Regions from separate parts of the Mus musculus genome. Here regions 1 and 2 are each linked to region 3. Evidence: chromatin contacts called from public promoter capture Hi-C data. All regions are on one chromosome and are shown on one strand. The core of a region is the stretch at or near the end of the contact, and the rest is flanking DNA. Distances in the headings are between cores, read along the strand shown.

Region 1 (2,700 bases), core at 92-2,591, 2.0 Mb after region 3:
CTTTGCCAACCCTCATATGCTCACTCTGAGAGGCAAGGACAGAGATTGTCTCCTCCTTAAATTCTGGCCCTGACTCCTGCCCTTTAGCGAGTAAACTATACAATTGGATTTATACTCAACCTGACCTATTGCTCAATTGAATTCCGGGAGAGTGGGGGTAGGAATTGAGGGATTGCCTGCGCCACTCAAAGGCCTTTCTTTCCTTAGGAATAGAAAGCCTACCAGAGAAAAACAGCCAGAGAGCCCCTAGCGTCATTGTTTTGTGGCCCCCGCAGAAGGAGAAAACTCTCTGGCTGTCAAAGACCTCAAGTCATTAGCATCAGCTGCCGCTCCAGAGGACAAGCCAGCGCCTCTAAGTGGCTTAGCGCACAAACGAGACTCCCGAGACAGCCTCACTCCTGTGATTCGGTCCACTCCTCCATCAACGGCTGGATGTGAAAGGCTCTTGAGAGTCCTTCTCAGTAATTTTTTTTTTAACTTTGAACCATCCTTTCTGTATCATGAGGTCTTAGAATCCTGGCCGCCATTATGGGACCCCCTTGGGAACCACAAAATACAGAGAGAGCACAGAAGGTGAAAAGCTTTAACACCTGAGTCCAATGACCTAGGCTTTTCCCAGCAACGCCCTCCTAGCCCATATCCACGCACAGACCCTTGTTCTGGGACCTAAAAACAGCCGAAGTCCCTTTAGGTGTCTGGCAGCATTCCAGACTTATCTTCTTACCCCATCCCATTGGATGGGAGATGGCTAGCCGAGTTCCCACCAAATCATACCCCCTGTCGCCAGTATTTACACGGGAGTCTCTGCTAGGTGGCATGAATGCATTTTAAGGAAGTCTGTTTGTCACCTCCTAGGCCACTAGCTTCACAGATCAGCGGCAGTCAATGGCCAAAGAATCCCGCGGGGCAAATTCTCACCCTCCTTTTGGGGGAGCAGGGACATACCACTCAAACTCTAGGGACATATGCAAGTAGTTCACGCGCTGGCAACATAGCCAATTCAACTCCTTGTCCTACGTCCTCTGAGTGCCCAGCAAAACGGAAAAGAACCGCTCTGCTCCTTCTGACACCTTCCTTCCTGAGCCCGAAACGGATTTTGCCAACCCAGGTGTCCCAGAGGGACCCAGCTGCAGGAGAAGGCAGGCCAGGATGCTCTCGGGGAGGCTATGCCACTTCGGGAAGGAGCTTAGGATCTGCCTAGCGCGGGCAGTCCAGAAAAACCAGGCTTGTGGCGCCGGAGGGATCTCCCAGACCGGCAAGAGTTAAAGGGAGGGGACGTGGGCTGTCACGCGTCATTGGGCAGATTATGTGCAGCAAACAAAAAGTGTGTGTCTGCGTGCCAGTCAGTCATTGCATCGGGTCCATCTGTACAACTCTCTCTCTCTCTCTCTCTCTCTCTCTCTCTCTCTCTCTCTCCTAATCTATCTGCATCTCTCTTCTCTCTTTGGACAGAACCCACAAGACTGACACCGACACCTCTTGACATGGAGATACACTAATGTAATAGGCAGGAAGGAACACTGGCTTGCACCCCGTTGGTTCCAGGTGGCCTTATTTGGGCGACTCGGTCCTGACCTTATTTCTGGTAAGTCTATTTGCTTTGACCTGGGAGGGGGATGGGAAGAGGACAGGTTGAGTACAAGGAGTGAAAAAATTGTCCCCCTTTTCCTCGTTATCTAGAAGATAGGAGGGAAACGACGCGGAATGTTGTTTCCACTGCCAATAAGATTATACAAAGGGAGGAGCGGGTAGGAGCACTTTTCTGGAGAAGCTAGGGACTGGGGAGCTCGCGGCTGCCAGACAATGCCAGCCCGGAGTGGAGGGAGAGCATCCGGCAGTAGCGACCGGCTTTCAGCGAGCCCAGCTGGCTCTGAGTTTCCCAGGAGGATCTGCGAAGGAAGAGAACCCGGGCCTAGGGATGGGCGTAGGACTGTGAAAGGCTAGATACTATAAAGCCCGGGGTCCTGCCTATCGCTATTGTGGCTGATTTGCGTCAAGGCGGCCACCGAGGCAGCATGGACCGCTATTAGCCCGGCTGTGGGACCTTTTCGCTGTATTGTTAGATAGAACTGCATTTTAATGACTGAGTCCCTGCTGTTGCCAAAGTGGAGGGCGATCTCCTGTCACAATAAAAAGCTTCTGTGAAGAATACTTTCAAACGCGAGGCAGAAATCAAGGTACAAACCGTTGAAATGTAGGCAACTGGGAAGAGAAAGAGGGTTTATACTGAAAGGGAGCTGAGAGAACCTGTATTCTGCAACGTATTTGACTTGCAATTGGAAATCAGAAGGGGACAGGACGAGTGCAGAAACAGAAAGTAGTATCATAAACTTTCTATGTTGTGGCTATTTTTCTTATTCCCACTGTCTGGAAAATATACTTGCCATTTGGGGCATATGGGAGAACGAATAGGAAAGGGGCTAGCCAAAGTTACAGGCATTGCATTTTCTTACATTTGTATGGCAATTGGCTAGTGGATGTTGATTTAAACAAAATACACATCGCCTATATTTTTCTTTAATGAGAAGCTAGCTGAACAAGAAAAGAGTAAGATCGGTTTTCCCCACGGCCACTTAAGGTATATAAATACAGAGACAATCACTGTCACTGGTGAAACTGCTAGGGAAAAACCAACTTAGAGGAATTGTTAGATTTCCCCAAGAAAAATGGCATGGCTAACTAAGACCTAGTTTAAATAAT
Region 2 (2,700 bases), core at 148-2,647, 2.1 Mb after region 3:
TGGAAGGAAACTGGTGTTGTTCTCAAAGTTCAGTGCTGTCCTGTGAGAGATTTGTGCTGTGGTGCACACCAGGGGCACCGAGCCTCAGGTCACAATCTTTTGTGTTGGATATTCCTTTTACTCCCTTTGGCGATTTCCTGTGTTGATCAGGTGACTGGCTATCAGCTGCCTTGTCCCCAATCCACGGAAGATTTGCAATTCTGAAAACAAATCTACATCTGTTTTATAGGTTTTCACTATGAAGATAGGAAGCCTGAAGCAGATACTCAGTAATTAATAAAGTCATGTCTTAACATCTCGCATGATTGATGCGAGTTGACCCCATTGGGCGGCTTCATTGACTTTTCATTTTAAGTGACCAATGAGTGATATATCATAGTGTAGTTTAAAGTTTCAAATATGTTTTCAGACAGAAATATTCCAAGAATGCAAGTCAGGTATATTTCTCAGATAAATAACAGCCCCAGCATTACGTACGGGGAAATTCTTCCTTCTCAGGTTTCCCTAGGTTGAGATTCAGGGGCCTGTCATTAATCATTCATTAGGGTCGGTCCTCCAGTCAATGGAAGTTGAAGAGAGCTGTTGGCTAACTCCTCCAGGCAACGGATCATGGGGTCAGAGAGGACAACTGGGCAGTCCTGGTGTTCAGACTCAATTCATCCTTGCCTGGAGTTCAAGTGTGTCTGGTGTGTGTGTGTGTGTGTGTGTGTGTGTGTGTGTGTGTGTATGTTCGAGGGCGTTCACCTGTTCCAACACAGACATGGGTTTTCCTGAAGAAAAAGCTGGACACGTCGTGCATCCACAGAGTTTCTTAGAGGGCAGCCTGAGACCTGGCATAACAATTCAGGGTGGCTCTCTAGTGGAGAAATAAACGCACACCTTAGTTCTTTAATAAATCAATAACAGCGAGAAACCAGTCTTCTCTCCCACCCTGGGCCACCCCAAAACCTTCCCAAGTTCTGCTGCCAATCAGTTTTTGGTTCCCTTCGGAAAGTGGTTCCCAGGCTCCAGATGGCAGGGGCCAGCAACCTGGAATGCGGGTGCTGGGTAAAGAGTGAGTTGGCTGGGACACATGTGACCACAGAGGACGGGAACCCATGCCCACGTTGCCGTCCGTCCGTGCCCCTTGCGTGGAGAGCAGCGCGCGCGGAGCCGATTCCGGAGCCGCTGGCTCGGGCAGGGGGTGGGGTGACTGGGTGGCTCTTGACAACCGCTGGGTTGCATGACCCGTGCACGGTCGCAGCCAGCGTCCCGGGGGCAGCTTCTGAGGGCGAGACACCTCCTCCCACTCCCGGGATCGCATCTCCCTCCTCCTTCACACCCCCGCCCCCGGGACCGCGGCGCTCCCTCCCCGTACCGGCCGTGAGTACACAAAGCGGCGGGTGAGGGGAAGCTTCGCAGGCGTGCACGGAGCAGTGAGATCACTGGCGTTATAAATATCCCGGTGCCAGCGCCGAGATCCGCTCGGGTGGCCTCTCTCTCTCCCCCTCTCCCTCTCCCTTCCCCGAGGCTATGTCCACCCTGTGCGGCGAGGGAGGCAGCGCCAGAGGCACGCAGCCGCGCGGGGGCTACGGAGCCCGGAGCCAGCCCTGCAAGATGCACTTAGGACCCCCGCGGCCGGAAGAATGAGCCTGTCCTTGCTCTTCCTCATCTTCTGCAGCCACCTGATCCACAGCGCTTGGGCTCACGGGGAGAAGCGTCTCACTCCCGAAGGGCAACCCGCGCCTCCTAGGAACCCGGGAGACTCCAGCGGCAGCCGGGGCAGAAGTAGCGCGACGTTTTCTTCGTCTTCTGCCTCCTCACCAGTCGCAGCTTCTCCGGGCAGCCAAGGAAGCGGCTCGGAACATAGCAGTTTCCAGTGGAGCCCTTCGGGGCGCCGGACCGGCAGCCTGTACTGCAGAGTGGGCATCGGTTTCCATCTGCAGATCTACCCGGATGGCAAAGTCAATGGCTCCCACGAAGCCAGTGTGTTAAGTAAGTTGCTCACTCTCCAACAAAACCTGTTCTGGGAGGGACGGTCAAGATTCCTTTGGGCCACAGGCACCTCTAGGAGCCCTAGCGTCTGGGACTCTGCTGGTTCTGGAAAGAGTCCGGTAGGGTTTCGTGGAGATGCGTCTACTCAGAGCGAGCAGACGCACCCTTCTGTCTTGGGTAGTAAGCATGGGTAAGCCCAGGTGAGGTTACCGAGGTGAGACAGGCAGCTCTTTTCCAGAATGCCCGGGCCGAAAAGACTAGCCACCCACTCTAGCTGGAGAAGAAAAAAAAATAATAATAATAATGAAAGAAGTAACAATCTTTCTCCTGGTACAATTTCTTTCTACTTATGAACTAGAACCGCATTTTTCTTTAAGCGTTAAGTATATCTCTATTCCCTGTACATAATTTACGTTTATGAAAAGAACCCATCTGAGTACTTCCATTCTCCAACTACAAATATCCTATATATCCCATATTATGTTTGTTTATTAATATCTCTATGTAACTCCGAATGCTTAGGTATCTTTCACACGAATACATACATATGTAGATACATACATGCGTACATAAGCGCGCGCGCACACCAACTACACAGGTCTACGTAGAATTTACGTGTACATGCGTTTTGGAAGGGCAAAGTTCTGCTTGCAAGAAAGCAACATGATCTGGAAAACCGGACAGACAGTATTATGACTAAGTCCGGTGCTGAGTTTAACAACATTT
Region 3 (2,700 bases), core at 55-2,554:
TGACCTCCTCAGTTCTGTGTCCACGCCTTTCCCTCTAGGAGGCAGGATATAAGCCATTTCAAATTCACAAAATTGATCCAATCCCACCAACACCACAGGCCAACAAGGCCAGTTTCCCTTTCTTCCTCTCTGCCTTTCCAGAGTGATTTCCAGGGAAGTGAAAAATCTAACCAACGATAAAGTATCCGCTGCAACAACTGCAACAACAAAGAACGTATTTACTCAAGCCTCTGCTCGCACAGCCTTAAAGGACGGACGGAAAGAGGAGATCCGAACCCCACGAATTCCGAGATTTCCTGTTTTGATTCACTTTCCCTCGGGTTCCCCACGCCAGCCTGGGAAGGCCTGCAGTTAGAACGCCAAAATATGCCTTCCTCTCCCCTTGGGAGACGCGGAGGCGGCACAGGCGACCACGATCCGCGTGTCCCGCCCCCGACCCTCACCTGGCCAGGCCCGGGGCAGCGCCCGGGGCCCGCGCGAGGACGGAGTCCCAGGAGCGTCTGGGGAGGCCACCGGGCGCGAAGACGGTTAGGCCGCGCTGCAGGCCGGCGCGCTTCCTGCCGCGGCCCCGGCCTCGGGAACCGCGGCCCGAGCCCCCGCTGCCCGCCGCCCGCCGCCGTGGGGGCCGCACTGCCTCCCGCGTCCACGGCGTGGGTTCCCGCCGAGCCGTTCTCACCTGTGAGGCTCTGAGCCCCGGCCTCGAAGCGGAAGGACCTCGACGCTCTGGGGTCCCCGACTCCGTCCCCCTCCCCACACGCACACGGCCTGGAACCCGCGCCCCCTGAGGCGACGCGGGCCGGCTCCCGCCGCCCGACACACACACACGCAGACACACACACACGCGACACACACGCACACCCACTCGCCGCGGGGCCGCCTCCCGCCCGCCAAAGTCCCAACTCACACACCCACACACGTTCGTCCCTCGCCCACCTCACTTCCCCGGGGAGACGCGCTCCCCCTCGCTCCACTCCCGGTCCGACTCCGAGGCACGGAAACACTCTACCTCATTCTCCTCCGCGGGCCCTGAACGAGCACCAGCAGCCATTTCCCCGCGGCTGGGGAAACACACACACACAAACACGCGCGCGCGCACCAGGGCCCCACAGATGCTCCCCTCCAGACCTCAGACGCAAACACAAACACCCACGCCCGCCCGCTCACCCCGAGGGGCCGCGGCGGCGGCGGGAGGCCGGGCCCCGGAAGGCGAGCGCGCAGGGCCGGGAGTCGAGGCCCGCGCCCCCTCCTCACCTGCATTCAGCGCGCCAGGGTCCGGACGGCGGCGACGGCGGCGGCGGCGGGGCGGCTGCTGCTGGGGCTGCGGCGGCGGGGGAGGCGGCGGCGGCGGTGGCGGCGGGGCTGAGGGCAGTAAAGACATGCAGGCAGCCCGCCGGGGGGAGAGGCACCGGCCGGAGGGGACGCGGGGCGGGCGGGCCGGGCCGGGCCGCCTGAGGAACCACCGAGGCGGCGGAGGGCGGCCGAAGGGAGCGCAGAGCAGACGGATCGGGGGGCGGGGAGGGGGGACGCGGGCCGCGCCGCGCAGGACCGGGGCGACCGGGGCGCGTAGGAGAGGGCCCGCGGTCGCCGGAGACGCCGCTGCGAAAGCCTCGCGGAGCCCGCCCTTGGCCTTGGCCTCCTGGCGCTGAGGCTGCCGCCGCCGCGGGGGTCGATGCCGAGCCGGGTCGCTGCCGAGGCCGGGGCCGAGGAGAGAGAAAAAGAGAGGGAGAAGAGAGAGAGAGAGACGCGAGCTTTCGATGCCTTCGCTCTAATTCACACACGCTCACAACCCCGAGGGCCGGGGAGAGAAGTCCAGGCGCTATCGCTTTAGAGATTAATAACAAGGTGCAGAGAGTGCGAGGAGGAGGAGGAGGAGAGTTGATTGACGTGGAGGGGCTGGCGGGAGTCAGTCACTCCCCGGCGCCGAGGGGTGGGGTGAGGGGAAGGGGGCGGGGCCCCGGCGCGCCGCGCTTCGGGAGTTGCGCGTGCGCGCGGGACGGCCAAGCGCCTGGCTCGCTTCTTACCGTCGCCCTCGCTGGTGTTTTGGGAAAAAAAAAAAAACTGCTTTATTAGATTGAGTGGAGGGTAGAAGCCGAGAAGACTCGTACGATTAGCAGAACCTAGGTGCTGATGCTGGGGATGGGGAAGGGACACGCGGGTGCTTGCACTGTTTCCTGACGCTGGCCCACGCAGGCCCACAGCAGAGCTCAGGGCATTCTGGGTGGTTAATTAAGGAGACCTCAGGTGAGGTGGAACGACCCAAGGAAATGTTTTCTGACGTCCTCAGTGGGTTTCTTGACTTCTTCTTCTTCTTTTTAAAAACAGCATGTGTAAATTGCATGGCGGGAGGTGGGTTTAAAAGCCTATGACGCTCTGCGATAACCCCGTCCTATTTTTAATCCTCTCTCGCGATAAAATTGTATTTGGCAGTTTGCGGCGGTTACGGAGTGAAAACATTTAAGTGTAAACTGGAAATATTATTGGTTACCGTGTGAATGGAGCTTGCTATTTTAAGTCCGGAGGATTTTACTTGTGCCACCTGAAGCTTCTTCCAACAAAGCTAGAAGCAAATTGCATGTGCTCTGCAAGGCAGAGTGCTGCCTTGGATTTTGCACTTTTCCGTCTCTCCCGGCGCATGGCTCTGTGCTGGGTATTTACCGACGCCGGTCCAGAGTCGATTCAATATGTTTTATTCTCAAATAT

Evidence for each region. Promoter capture Hi-C pulls out the DNA fragments that hold promoters and counts their contacts.
Region 1: a contact with region 3 is called in a promoter capture Hi-C map of pre-B cells, with 5 times the contacts expected there. The contact joins the promoter of Prdm8 here to the promoter of Cnot6l in region 3. A contact is called at or near these places in 4 of 39 promoter capture datasets (the 3T3-L1 cell line, hippocampal neurons, maxillary cranial neural crest and 1 more), 3 of 484 Hi-C or Micro-C datasets (embryonic stem cells and rod photoreceptor) and 4 of 115 datasets of contacts at active chromatin or transcription factors (astrocytes, embryonic stem cells, large pre-B cells and 1 more).
Region 2: a contact with region 3 is called in a promoter capture Hi-C map of hippocampal neurons, with 2.7 times the contacts expected there. The contact joins the promoter of Fgf5 here to the promoter of Cnot6l in region 3.

Annotation. Positions count from the first base shown.
Region 1 is chr5:98,179,528-98,182,227 of GRCm38.p6, forward strand. It overlaps Prdm8 (PR domain containing 8), which reads left to right and starts at 1,342. Exons shown (of 4, transcript NM_029947.2): 1 at 1,342-1,585.
Region 2 is chr5:98,252,787-98,255,486 of GRCm38.p6, forward strand. It overlaps Fgf5 (fibroblast growth factor 5), which reads left to right and starts at 1,398. Exons shown (of 3, transcript NM_010203.5): 1 at 1,398-1,974. The coding sequence starts at 1,626.
Region 3 is chr5:96,160,686-96,163,385 of GRCm38.p6, forward strand. Cnot6l (CCR4-NOT transcription complex, subunit 6-like) reads right to left here and starts at 1,305. Exons shown (of 12, transcript NM_144910.2): 1 at 1,252-1,305. Gm52799 reads left to right here and starts at 1,110. Exons shown (of 2, transcript XM_030254979.1): 1 at 1,110-1,206; 2 at 1,454-2,700. The coding sequence starts at 1,110. The coding sequence ends at 2,070.